Linked DNA regions of Anas platyrhynchos: region 1 is linked to region 2. A link is a contact called in public Hi-C data. All regions are on one chromosome and are shown on one strand. The core of a region is the stretch at or near the end of the contact, and the rest is flanking DNA. Distances in the headings are between cores, read along the strand shown. Region 1 has its middle 27 kb from the start of FAM20A. Region 2 overlaps ABCA5 (ATP binding cassette subfamily A member 5).

Region 1 (6,733 bases), core at 200-2,699, 64 kb after region 2:
CTGAGGGGCTTTGGCAGGGCAGGGGATGGAGAAGCTGAGTGCTGCAGGAGCTGCTGGTGAGCCTGGGCAGGGCTCAGGGCCACCAGAATTTGGGGTCAGCTCACGGCGGTGGAGCTGCATTTTCTGAATTCATGGAAACGACCTCCAGCCAGAAAGTCCCGGATCACCAAACGGCTGGGCAATAAGAAAGCAAAGGGAAAATATCTGCTCCATCTGCCCTGGTGCTCACGAGGCACCATCACACACCCAGCCAGCAGCTGGATCCCCCCAAAAGGCTGTCACCACTTGGGCAGGGGTCCTGAGCCTGCAAAGCAGCCACCCCCCGGGGCACGGCTCGCCCTGGCTGTTCTGCAGTCGAGGTCGGAGTGCTCCTCGCACCCCCAGAGCAGCAGCCTCCTGTCAGCAGCTTGTTACGGCCCGCGCTGTGAGTTTGTGCTAGCCGAGGGGAAGCTGAAGAGCTGCCAGCTGCAAAGGCTTCGGAGGGCAGGGCAGGAGCAGCGTGTGAAAACCAGAGCAGTAACAGGGGCCGTGCTCCTCTGGCGCAGCCTCTGGCAGGGAAGCATTTAGGGCTCGCAACCCACCGAGGGTCATGGCAGCAGCACAGGAATATTTTCCGTGGAAAGTGGAAGTCCTGGTACATTTGCAGAGTTTCTGGAAAGGGAATTGATGGGAGCTGCTGTTAATCTTTCTGGAAAGCAAAGCTGCTGCTGGTTCTGCTTGTCTCTATACATCCATCACTCCCTTCTAGAGTTGCTCTGCACTTAATTAACCTCATACCTGCTCGGGGCTTTATCTTTTTGCTGCAATGGCCAGTGAATATGCCACGGGTCAAAACCAGGACACGGCTTTCCCTGGGTGTCCTGGGTGTTTCCAGGTGTCCCAGAAGGGCAATGGTGTATGGCCATGGTCAGGAGCTGGGCAGACCTTGCAGGAGCAGTGGTGCCAGCCCTAAATTGTGCTCTGAAACCCATCAGATCTGGTTTGTAGTGGGCAAGCAAAGTACAGGGCCCCAAACCCTGCCATGGGAAGTGTCTCAGTGGCATGACATGGGAAATGATGTGGTGCTCTGTGCCAGCCTTGAGAAGAGTTTGAATTTATATCACCTATAATTCTTACATGCAACATCCCCATGCCTGATCCAACAAAAACCCTTCCTGCTCTTCATATCAGCAATTCCATGAGTCAGCTCTCTGGAAGGATTCGTTTCCTCTGGTGTAAAGATTAATGAGAGGATTTTCCTCCTGAAAAAAAAAAAAAAAAAAAAAAAAAAAAAAAAAAAGCAGGCACGCGCTATGCCTGCACTCAGCTCATTTGCTGGAGCTCAGACCCTCACAGAAGATATGAATCCAGATTTCTTTACATAACCTGGTGGCTGTGTCGCAATCCCTGCCTGTGTAGGTTGCACACCCAGCCCCAAACCACGCCTGGTGCTTGGGGCGCTCGCTCAGAGGGCTCCTTGTTCCCTCCCACTTGCACAACAGCTCCGCTTTTACTCCCCGCCCCTGGGAAATGGGGTATGTGAAATCCCCAAGCATTTCGGTCACCTTCTCCTGCACTGGGCTGCAGAAAATGCAAACTCGGTGAAAGGGAAGGGGACTCTACGGCTGTGGGGAGCTCAGGGCTGTGCAAGCCACCACCCTCTCCATATCACAGCAGTTAATGTCATATTTTGCTGTTCCCCTCCATATCCCTGTCCCTACGTGCAGACCTCACTCCTTTCACCAGGAAATCTCTTTTCTATCACAGCCAGGTGACAGGGTCCATTTGGAGGCCTTTGAATGATGCAAACCATAACAAAATCCCAGCAAACTTCCCCCAATCCTGTCCCAGAGTGACAGGGGATGGCGAGGGGAAGCCGGGTGCATGGGGGATGAGGGAAGCAGAGGGAAGGACGAGGCGTGACATCTCCCTGGGGCAATTGCACTGCTGGGGCTGGACTGGGCTTTTCCTTTCCTTGGAGCACCTCCAGCCGTGGCTGCTCCTTCCAAAAGCACTTGTACTGTGTGTTTTTTTAAGTAACCCCATCCTGCTTCTTAGCACGGGGCTGGCGGGTTGTTCTGGGTGCTCTTCGGTGCTTCCCATGCCAGGCAGCTGGAGCTGGCTCCATCCTCTCCTGCACAAGGAGGAGAAGGGCAGAGACCCACAGAGCCCCCCACGGAGAGCTGGTTGGGACCAAGGCTTCGTGTAGGCCCCCAGGGAAGGGGGACGGGGCTGGTGCCATCGCCAGCACCACGTCAGGATTTCCAGGAGCTGGGCCGTGGCCAGCACTTGGAGAAAAGGGGGTCTGTCCCCAGCACAAAGCCGGGCTCAGCTGGCAGCGGGGAACGAACAAAAGTGCTCGAAAAGTTCATGAGCACTTAACATTTTCATCAGGAAGAAAAAAAAAAAAAAAAAAAAAAAAAAGGACAAGAGGACAAGAGTGTGATTTCCTAGAAGCAAGCAGGCTTCCTGAACGTTCCCTTCAGAGGTCACCCCCGCCTCCCTCCCTCCTCCCTTGCCCTCAGCTGAGGGGCTGGGGGACAAACCTCAAACCTCCCCCTGCAGCTGCCACCGAGGCACCCCCGAGGGACATCAAGGAGCAGCCCACGTCTTTGGGAAAGGTGGTGATGGCCTGAAATTTTCAAATTTCAAGGAACTTCAGGAAAAGCAGCAATGGAAGTTTCAAAATATCAATGAGCCAAACTTGTACGGAGGAGGGTAAGGCTGAGAGATGCTACGCAAAGGGTTGGTGTCCTGCAGGACATCTCAAGACCTCGTGGCTTGGCTGAGCATTAAACATCCTTTTTTCAGGGCAGCCCTGGTACAAGTAAAAGAAAGTATCAAGAAATCAGGATATGGATAAAATAAAACAAAATATAAATGAAATAAAACAAAGTAAGATCGAAATGAGATGAAATGAGATGAAATGAAATGCTATGAAATGAATGAAATGAAATGAAATGAAATGAAATGAAATGAAAATGTAAAATAAAGTAAAATAAAATAAAGTAAAATAAAATAATAAAATAAAATAAAATAAATAAAATAAAATAAATAAAATAAAATAAAATAAAATAAAATAAAATAAAATAAAATAAAATAAAATAAAAATAAGCCCTGAAGCCCCCAGGAGGCTCCATCCCGGCGAGCACAGCTGCCCGCAGCTGGCCGCCCCGCACAGGGCCAGCTGTTCCTGCAGCACGGGGAATGAGGCAAGGCAGATGCTGGCAGCCCCCGCAGCGTGGAGGCCAAGCCGCTTTTTCCATTCACCGGAGACAAAAGAGGAAATGGTGCTTGGATTGCTGCCCCCTGAGCGGGCTGCAGCGGGTCCTCGGCTCAGCCGGCCTGGGTTGTGCTCCCCAACGAGTGCCAGGACGTCCAGTCGAGCATCACTGAGAGTATTTCATTTTTAAGGCATGAATTAGGATGCACGTGAAAGCCAAGAAGACCGCTCCTTCCCTTGTCTTGATGCTCCTTAACTCCCCGCAGCATCTCTGCACCCTCCCGAGGCTTCAGGCTGAAGCTGCTCTGCAGCCCTTCAGCACCAGATGGATAAAATATCAGGCAGAAGGCTCTGTGTGGCTGCGACAGCAGCCAAACCCAACAAAATATTTACTTCAAAGCAGGCAGAGGGATAGCTTGTCCAGCTGGAAAAAGCAGGAAACGTTTTTTAAAAAGAGGGCGAGGGTTGTGTAAGGCATGATGTTTTAATTAAATCAGGCTTTAATGATAACAGGAGTTCACGAACTTGTGTTCCAGGCAGAATGCAAGTGTCCGTCTGTCCGTGTGCCTCCCCGTGTCCTGCCACAGGAATCGGGCAGTGCTTTGTGGCTGGGCGAGGAGGGAACGGGGCTGGGCAGGAGCTGAGCACCTGGGTGTCTGTGGTCACAGGGACTGGATACGTTCCCTCCTGCGGGCCTTTCTGCTTTTCCAAATTAATTTTGGCTGTTTGGAATTATCCAAAGTCATCTAGACCTGCAAGTATTGTGTCCCTGGGCAAGCCTGGGATCGGGTGAGGACAGTCGGATGGATTTCAGCACAGACACCAAAGGCAGATCCTTCCCATGGGCTTGGGGCTTGCAGGAGCAGGTCCTTTCTCTTGGTTCTTCACCCAAGAAGCATGGATGATGCCATAAGGACAGAGATAAAAGGGTCTTTTTTAAGGTTTCTTCAGCTATTCAAGTAAGTCCCGTGTCCACAGACGGGCTGAAAGGCAAGGTCTGCACTGGGCTGTTGGAAACAACCCTTATGTTGCCAGTCCCAGCATCCATTTATTTAAATGGTTATTTATTTAAAACAATATTTTAACCTCAATCAAGGGCTGTGGGACATGAGGAGGACTCGAGGCAGAGCTCTGCTGGGTTTGGCCTCACCTGAGGCAGCTGAGGACATCCACTCGCTGGCGCTGGCTGCTGGCAGGGGCCACAGCTCCTTCCACCCACGCGCCTCGCTTTTCTTTGGCCTCATTGTGAGAAATTCATTTCATGTTCTAAATGCAAATCCTCTGAAGGGCTTTCAGGATGCTAAGTAGGAATTCAGAAAGAAGAACACAAAGAAGCAAGATTTTTTTTATTATTTTTTTTATTTTTTTTGCTTTAATCTGAAAAATAACTGGCCTTGAAACCACCACATTTTTCTCCCCTTGGGGTAGGACAGAAAACTCTTGGCAGCGTTTTGCAGCACAGCCATGCTACCCCCAGCTGAGGAACCCGTCCCATCCCTCTGCATCTCACACCAGGATTTGTATTTGCTGGTCACAAGAGACCAAAAAGCAAGAAATGGGCAAGAGCAAGAATTGGTGCCTGCCCTGTCCTTGTTCTCCTGCCTTCAAAGGACCCATCGGGGGCACAGAGGGTGGTCCTTGGTCTCTAGGGACCCCTTTAAGCTGCTGTTGACTGAGTGCTTCATTAATTTTTAACATGAAAATCCAAGAAGGGAAAACCAGAGAAAGAATGAATTTCTGGGGAGAAATCTCCCTTTTTTGGTTACAAACTGGGCTTGGGCTAAGTGGCACAGTGGCACAGGATACGGTTTGCCAACGTTATCAGTGCCTTTCAAAATCATCCATTCGAGTGAAACATGGTCAATAATTTACTAGAAATGCAATGTTTACAGCAGAAGCCCTCCAGCCAGTGTTTGGCTGAAAACAAATCTTTCTTCTGGCCTCCAGAGGACTGATCTCCTGATCGTACCTCGCCTGTTCTGCCTTTCCTAGAAAGGGAACAGTGCCAACGGCTAGGCAAAAACACCGCCTTGCCATTTCCAGCTGCATCTCCTCAGCTGCAGGTGCCTAAAAAGTGCTCCCATAAGTGAGGACGAGCACAACATAAGGAAAACATGTTTGGTCCAGCCTGGGAGTGAGCAAACGCAGAGGTGGGAGGCTCCGAGGCCAGGCACTGTCCTCGCTCAGCCCCGACACCCCTGGTCCTGCACCCTGTGGTTTATTAACAGGAGGTGATAAAAGCCGAAGGAGCACAATGCCGGGGGGGCTGTGGGAGCAGGGAACGAGGGCAGCAGATGAGAGGAGCAGGAGCAAGGGTTGGAAGAGGTTCTGCTCACCAGGGAAAGGCTTTTGGGACCACAGCAGTGGGTGTCCGGACAGCTGCATGCTTGCAGCAGGGGGAAATGCGCTCAGTTTTTCACTTCTCTCAAAATAAAATAGGTTTTGTTCTTTTTTTTTTTTTTTTTCTTTCTTTCTTTTTTCCATGTAAAAGAATTTTGCACAATGGGGTTCCGAGAAACGAGATGCGGGCCTTTTCTTCCCTTTCCTGGAACTGCCCCCGTGTGAATCACTTGGCTGCGACCCGGGGGGTGCAGCGGCCCCGGGCTGCTCCCAGCATCTTCATTCGCGCTGTGCCACCTCCTGGGGACACGGCGGCGGTGCAGGGCTGCCGAGCCGCCCCGACACGGTGCCGAGCCCCTTCGGAGCCATTCCTGCTCTCCCAGCCCTGCTCATAGCCCTCCCCGTGCCCCCTGGAGCCCCTCGCCCCATGGCTGAGCGCAGGGCGCAGCAGCCGCCCCCGTCCCGCAGGGACGAGGTGCTCGAGATGCTGCAGGGGGATGGAGCTTGGAGAGCGGTGCTGGGTTAAATGTGCACCGTGCACACTGCAAAAGGGATGATTTGGGGTAAGGTCTGGGATTTGGGGCAGGAAAAAGGGCTGTTCTGCTATCTTTCAGCAAGAAATGTGAGGGGTCCCTCCGTGTGCGTGCGGCACCGCTAAATGTGGAGTTCTGGTGACTGCTCGCTCGCACTGGTGTGCAAGCTGGGTGCTGGGACCCATCTGCTTGGGCACACTGTGAGCAGATCCCCTAGGGACAGTTCTCCTTGTGCTCACCATCAGGACATGCTCCAGTGGCCTGCTGCAGTGTGCTGCTCGTTTTGGGATGGCTTTGTCACCCAGACCCTAATGGGGTGTGCCACCCGCCACACATCATTTTGATGGCTGCTAGGGAGGCAGAACTAATGAGAAATTATGGCAATGAAGGACTGATTCATGCACAGTCTGCAAGAGATTTAGGACTCTGATACACAACCACCTCCTACCCTAATTTCCCAGCCAGGAGCATCGCCCAGGGTGCAGGCAACACCCTCACCTCATGGCTGCGAGCATCAGCAGAGGGGGAACACTCAGCTCTGCGGGCTGCAGGGGCAGGAGGAGAGGTGGTGAGGATTGTAAGGACTGAGATGTGTCTGAGGACAACCCATCGGTAACGCTGCATCCCTCAGCTGAAGTGCTGAAGGTGGCACCGCTGC
Region 2 (6,636 bases), core at 1,118-3,617:
TCTGAGTGTTTGTAGGCTATCAGTTTTGTTCTCCCCGGGGCAGAAATCTGTATCATCTGCCTTCAGTGTCTGATCTGTGTGCTTTGGGGTACATTAGTATCATGGGCCTTGGGGCTAAATTGAGAGCCCAGGGAGGGATGAGGTGGTTTCTCAATAGCAGTGGTCAAGAATTGACTTCAGAAAATCTTCCTCCAGACCTACGATCTCAAACCATGTAGCCCTGTCAGAGCAGCCCAATCCATACCCTTTTACTCTCTTCTGTTCCAGATTACAGCGTGTTTAATTCCCAGCAAGTGCAGGAGGAGGCAGACACAAAGTCACTCGATGACATGGAGCAGAGCCTCCTGATGCTCTCAGAGACCAGGTCGCCCCCGATGAGCCACGCAGCCCTGTGGAAGAAGCAGGTTTCCACCATAGCAAAAGTTCACTTCCTTAGTCTCAGGCGAGAAAATAAATGTGTCAGAGTGATGTAAGTATTGAGGCTTTTTCTGTATACAAAAATCTCAAAACCTGTTTGAATGACACTGGGAAAGAGGCAGGATGCAATTTAATTATTGTTTGTAGTTACATTTAAACATAACCAAGCGGGAGCCTATTCATTGCTGTTGAATAGATGCATTTTGGGGTGAGGGAGATGTTTTAATTGACGTGCACATAAACTGGGCCGGCATTTGCTGAATTTTAATAAAACCAAACCTTTTTTTTTCTTTCAGGTTGTTGCTTTTTCTGATTTTCCTTGTCGTTCAGATCTTGTTGTTTCTCACGCACCACTACATCAAAAATTCAATAGCTCCTGTCAGACTCTCCCCGGATTTGTACTTGCTGAAGCCTGGGGAGGAATATCACAAGTACAGGAGTCGGCTGCTGCTGCAGAACTCCACAGGTAGGGGAGGGAAGGGGCTCTGCAGGGCTGGCTGCTGGCTGCTTCATCCCCTGGGGTGGGGAAGGGAAGGTGCAGGATGGGGGGAAAGTTGGTGGGTGCAACCTTCTGGGTTCAAAACAACTTTCCTTGAAGTGAATCCAAATCAAGCATTTGCAAGTGGCCAGACACGGTAGAGAGTGAGAATCCTCTGTGTTGTGTGGTTCACTTCAGAGATCTCCCTCCTCCTGTGTGTGGTGGTGCTGTGCTCCCTACACAAAGATGATCCTGAAGGAGCTGGGCACAGAGACACTTGGAGACATCGGCATTAAAATCCTGCTACAAAGCGCTTTGTAAAATTCCTTTCTGTTTCAAATGGAGATGTTTTAAAAGTGGCTAGCAGCAATCTGGGCAGTAGAAATAAACATCTTTTTGAGCTCTCGGGAATTTGTACATAATACGCTTTCAGTCCTCCAGATACTGCATCAAAGCACCTCTGATTTCTGTCTGTTAGCTAATTGTCTGTGCAGCTGAAACGCTGGGTAACCTGATGATGCTCCTTGGCACCTCTGCTTCCAACTGTTGCATTTGGCCTGTGCGACTTCATTGTATAAAATAACCGAGTGTTTCCTGAGCTCTGGGGAGGCTGCGGAGGGGGAAGCAGAGACAAAAACATCTGCGGTGCTCAGAACAGCAGAGGACTCTCTTTAGCGGGCACGTGTAATGAAAGGGTGGTCGCTATCATATGGTTAGATCAGGGAGAAGACTGCAGCACTGCTGACTTGAAAACACATCAATAATTTTGTGTAAAACACTGCAAGCTGGTGATGTCTTTTTCTGTCTCTTACCAGACTCGGATATTGATGACATTGTCCACTCTCTCGGGAGCCTGAACGTCCTGGTGGAGATGTTCAATGACAGTGACTACGTTTCAGCTGCACCTCACAGTGCAGGTTTAAATGTTTTCGACCTTGAATCCAGACAGGTGAGACAGAGAAACAGACAGACCTGCTCGGTCATATCCCAGAGCAGCTGGCCAGGGGCTGGTTTTGTTGCTCTGTCCTGAAAGGCAGGCTCGGGGTGAACCTGATGAGGTTGATGCTGATTGTTCACTTGAGGTGATAGGGTTGAAATTTCATCTCTGCTGTTTGCGTGAACATTTGGGGACCACTCTGTGTATTGAGGCTCTGGGTTGTTTTCAATAAGGAGATCAAATTTTTAAACGTCCAAAGTATTGAATTATATAATCAAATAATGTCATATAATATTGCTTATGCAAGAGGCCTGCAAAGAGGACTTGTAGAGGACTGGAAATATGCTCAAAATAAATTCATTCTTTCATAATGATAATTATGGTAGGTTAATAAAACTTCCATTCCTCTTCTTTCCCCACAAACACACAAAAAGCCAAGAGAAATATTTTACTTCACAAGAGACCTGGCATATGAACTTATTCCTTACTTGCACTGGCTGAATTACACAATTTGACAGAAGTATAATTCCATGGTGCTCTCATGTGTAAAGAAAAATGAGTATCTTGGACTGGAATTATTCATTTCACAATGGTCACTGAAGGAGTGTCAGGATGATTTGAATATCAGGGTTGTATTTAATTTCCAACAAAGGAAATGCTTTGCAGTATGCCAGCTCTATCTCTTGTTCCCTTTTTCTTTGTTGTTGTTGCAACTACTAATAGCAGTGTGACAGTGCAGTCCTTAGCTAACATAAATTTTTGTCTGTTTTTGAAATGCATTAGCAAGAACTTATGAGTGCAGATCCTTGTGTATTTTGTTTTTCAGGCTGTAATTGGCTGGAGCATCATTTGTCAGAGTGTAACAGTTGCATAAAACATTTTGAGGATTTACTCCAAATAATTTGTTCTCTATGAGCATGACTGTATTATTGAATTAGGTTTTGAGTTCTAACCACTCTGAGCAGCACAGAGCTTCCTGCAAAGCATCCTCTGTCATGCAGAGATTTTTTTTTATCATTGTTCAGGTTTAATTAAGCCCACAGGAGAGCCCTTTCAGGGCGTTACCCTTCAGGCAGACTAATTAATGTAACAAATACTTCTCTTTCCAGAACTATGTTTTCACAATCGTATTCAACAGTACCATGGTGCATGCCGTGCCAGTTTTGATGAATATTGTCAGCAACCTACTGCTGCGCACTCTGAACGTAAGCGAGAGCATTCAGATCTGGAGCAACCCCTTCATCCAGGTGAGCAGGGCTGGGGACAGTTTGCGGCAGGCAGCAGAGCTGGTGCTGAGGTGGGCTCAAGAACTCATGCTTTTGCACTCCCAGTCGCGTTCCAATCATAAGTGCATTTTTTTCCCCACACGCGTTCTATTATTGAAGAAATCTGATGTACATTTCAGGATCTTCCAGATACTGTTTTCAAACTGGAGATCTATTTCGAAGCTGTGCTGCTGGGAATCATTGTCACGGGCATGCCACCCTATTTTGCCATGGAGAACGCAGAAAACCATAAGGTAAACTTCTGGGTGTGGATTTGTAGACACACAAGATCTTAAAAATCTTGGGATTTTTTGGAAAGATCTTCGGAGGTGTTTTAAGTAGTATCCTTTGCCTTGCGAGGCACAGGGCAGCCAGAGCAGAGCAGGAGCGACTCCGGTGTTGGTGGCATTGGGTAGAGCAGGTTTCAGAAAAGCCCTTTGGCTTTCCGTGGAAATGTTACGTGCTTTGGCAGCTAGGATCAGCAACAAGTGGGCGATGTGCTTCTACATGTATACAATGTCCATGTAAAAGTGGTGAGTCATATCAAGAAATGAGAGCCCACCCATGTACCAATACAGATGACCATCGTGGGCATTTTCTTTTCCTGTTGCAGATCAAAGCATACACGCAGCTGAAAATCGCAGGGCTTTATCCATCTGCTTACTGGGTGGGCCAAGCTGTCGTTGACCTCCCGCTGTTCTTCTCCATCCTCGTCCTGATGATAGGCAGTCTCTTTGCCTTCCACTATGGCATCTATTTCTACGTCGGCAAGTTCATGGCTGTGGTGAGTGTGGTGGGGACCTGAGGACACACAGGGGTGCAGGGGCTTGGTTCTGTTATTTTCCACAAGCATTTATTTTTATCAGATGGTTCAGCAGGGTTTTCCAGAACAATCTATACAGAAAATGCCTGGTCAGGGTTCCTGGTGCAGAGGCACCAGCCTGAATGTACCAAAGGCAAAACCTCTTCTTCCCCTGAGGGGGGAGGGGGGAAGTATTTAGGGTTTAACTGAGAACCAGAATAAAACAGCTTTAAATTACCAGAACCTTCCAAGGAAGTGCATCGTCATTCTTTGCTCAATTTGCTCTGCGCTGTTGCTGCCATTTGATAATTGCGCCGCTTGCATCGGCACTCTGCTAATGACAAGGTTGCGGTGACTTTGAACACAGACCAGCTCCGCAATGAATTGCAGCATATGCATAAACGAAGGAGGCTACAAGCCATCATATCTTTTATAGTTGGAGCTGGCTTTTCTGAAATCCTAGCTGTAATTGAGAAGAATTGGATTTTCCCAGTTTCTTTCCCAGAATTGGTAGCTCTGCGCTAATCAGGTTTGGGGTGTGACCGTTGTGCTGCAGGGCTGATCTGTTACTGGTGCATCCATCCCTTGTTCTGATTGTTGCAAAAACGCTAACGTTGATGGAGGGCTTGGTAATATTTCTTAAAATCATCAGGTTGATATTTATGGAAGCCTGTGTTTTTTGTGTTAAATAAAAGCAAGAGGAAATACAGCAAACATGGAACTACATTCAAGGGCGTTCCTACCTATGCATCTATTTCTGTATTTAATGACACGTGCTGTACCCAGAATCATGTACAACCCTAAAATAACATCAGCTGATAAACATACAAAAAAAAAAAAAATGGGTTCATACTGCACGCTTCCTGAGAAACCTTTCTTGTCTCTGCAGCTTTTTTGCCTGATCGGCTACGTCCCGTCAGTCGTGCTGTTCACTTATGTCGTCTCATTCACATTTAAAAAAGTCCAAAATACAAAAGAATTTTGGTCATTTATATTCTCAGTGGTGAGTAACTTTTCCTCAGCTTTGGTTAACTGGGAGGCCTGGTTCTCTCCAAAGCCACGCCAGCCTTTCCAGCCTGGTCATTTCACTGTGTCCTTACTGCACAAGAAATTGAACATTTACCAATGTTTCTTTATTACTGACATATACTAAATGACAAAAGCTTTAGAAATATGCCTCAAATTAAGTAACGTACACTTTTAGAGCCAGAATTGAATGAAAATGGAATTTTTTTCTTTGTTTTGTATAGGCAGCTTTGCTGTGTACGGTTGTCACCGAAGTGGCCTTTTTTCTGGATTTTTACACAGTGACCACCACCCTGCATTATGTCTTCTCCATCTTCATTCCCATCTATTCCCTTATCGGCTGTCTGATCTGTTTCATAAAGGTAAGGACACAAAGCAGATGCTCTCCAGAGTGCTTACAAATGGCTGGAATCGGGTGGGCACCTTTAAAGACGTGACTGGGACCTGCATAGTGCCATCAGTAGCCAGTTAATGCGTGAAGAAGGGCAGCTGCTGGCAAAAAGTCACCTTTTTCCTGCAAGCAGAGTGTTGCAGGTTTAACATGAGGAAAGACACAAGTCTACCATTAAATATTGAAAGGATAAAAAAAAAAAAAGGATAAAAAAAACCATGTGCTCCTCAGCCTGTGGGGCTGGGCTGGTTTGGCACATTGATTGGGATCTGCACAGAGCTCGCAGGGTAAAGCACAATGCAGAATACATGGTCTCTGGTAGGTAATTATTTACTTAAACAGGGTTTTTGTTGCATTGTTAGGTCTCGTGGACAGACAAACAGAAGAATGGAGAATACCATGACCCATGGGACAGGCTCCTGGTGGCAGTTATAGCAGTAAGCATCATTATTTGCCATAGAGAATTGGTAACTCCAGCTGGCAGACCCCTTTTTTTGGGCATCTGCATTAGTAAAAAATTGATCTAATGCTCAGCATCTGTGGGGTCTGCTGCTTTGCAGGCTATTGCAGCAGAACAGTATCAGTAAAATTTGCTGTACTTACCAACTCAATATCTCCTGCTTCAGTAGAATTACTAACAGTGCTGTTATTAATTCTGATTATTATGGGAGTCCATACCGATGGAGGACGAACTCCAGAGCAGGGGACAGTCTGTCTCTCTCCTAGAAGCCAAGCAATTGCCATTAAATCAAAGCAGACTTTCTCTTTACTGCCAGCTCTTTGTGGCTAAAGCAGGCACATAAGAATATATTTCATCTTCTCAGAGCCATCAGCATTTCTGTGGTGAAGAGCTGGTGCTTCTCATCACTCCTCACACCGGTGGGGCTGCCTATAGGGCTACCTGTAGGATCTCCATCCCTGGAGGGCTAGCAGTGCTCTGACAAATGACTTCTATTTGTTTTAGCCCTATTTGCAGTGTGTCGTGTGGGTCTTCCTGCTGCGATGTTTTGAGGTGAAGAACGGAGGGAGGACAATTCGAGAGGATCCGTTTTTCAGGTGTGTTTCTCTATTGAGTAGACTTTTAAAAAGGAGTAAGTCCAAGGAAGCAGTTCTTAAAAATCATGCAGGTGGTTGAACTGCAATATGTAGCATACAGTTATGGGGGATATTGCAGAGAATAAAATATCCGTTTTATATCCCCTCAGAAATGTCTACAAAATTTGTCTCTTCAGTTTCCTTAAATTCAGTAAATAAAGGGCAGCTTTTGCTTCCTTTTGAGTTATCTTTATACAGAATTATGAATTTTGAGGGCAATCCTAC

The links. A called contact is a pair of places that touch in the nucleus more often than the background predicts.
Region 1: a contact with region 2 is called in a Hi-C map of liver, with 2.1 times the contacts expected there. The contact joins two enhancer-like sites. A contact is called at or near these places in 5 of 8 Hi-C or Micro-C datasets (F1 follicle, liver, skeletal muscle and 1 more).

What each region holds. Positions count from the first base shown.
Region 1 is chr19:2,762,837-2,769,569 of IASCAAS_PekinDuck_T2T, forward strand. No RefSeq gene overlaps it. Among named protein-coding and RNA genes, the nearest start is that of FAM20A, 27 kb to the right of the region's middle. Within about 2 kb of position 1,450, at least 2 of the 8 cell types and tissues checked have an H3K27ac peak or open chromatin away from gene starts, as enhancers often do.
Region 2 is chr19:2,698,149-2,704,784 of IASCAAS_PekinDuck_T2T, forward strand. It overlaps ABCA5 (ATP binding cassette subfamily A member 5), which reads left to right. Exons shown (of 40, transcript XM_038165409.2): 20 at 268-469; 21 at 714-883; 22 at 1,711-1,844; 23 at 2,942-3,079; 24 at 3,238-3,351; 25 at 3,711-3,881; 26 at 4,789-4,902; 27 at 5,150-5,287; 28 at 5,679-5,753; 29 at 6,281-6,372. Among named protein-coding and RNA genes, the nearest start is that of ABCA5, 21 kb to the left of the region's middle. Within about 2 kb of position 2,368, at least 1 of the 8 cell types and tissues checked has an H3K27ac peak or open chromatin away from gene starts, as enhancers often do.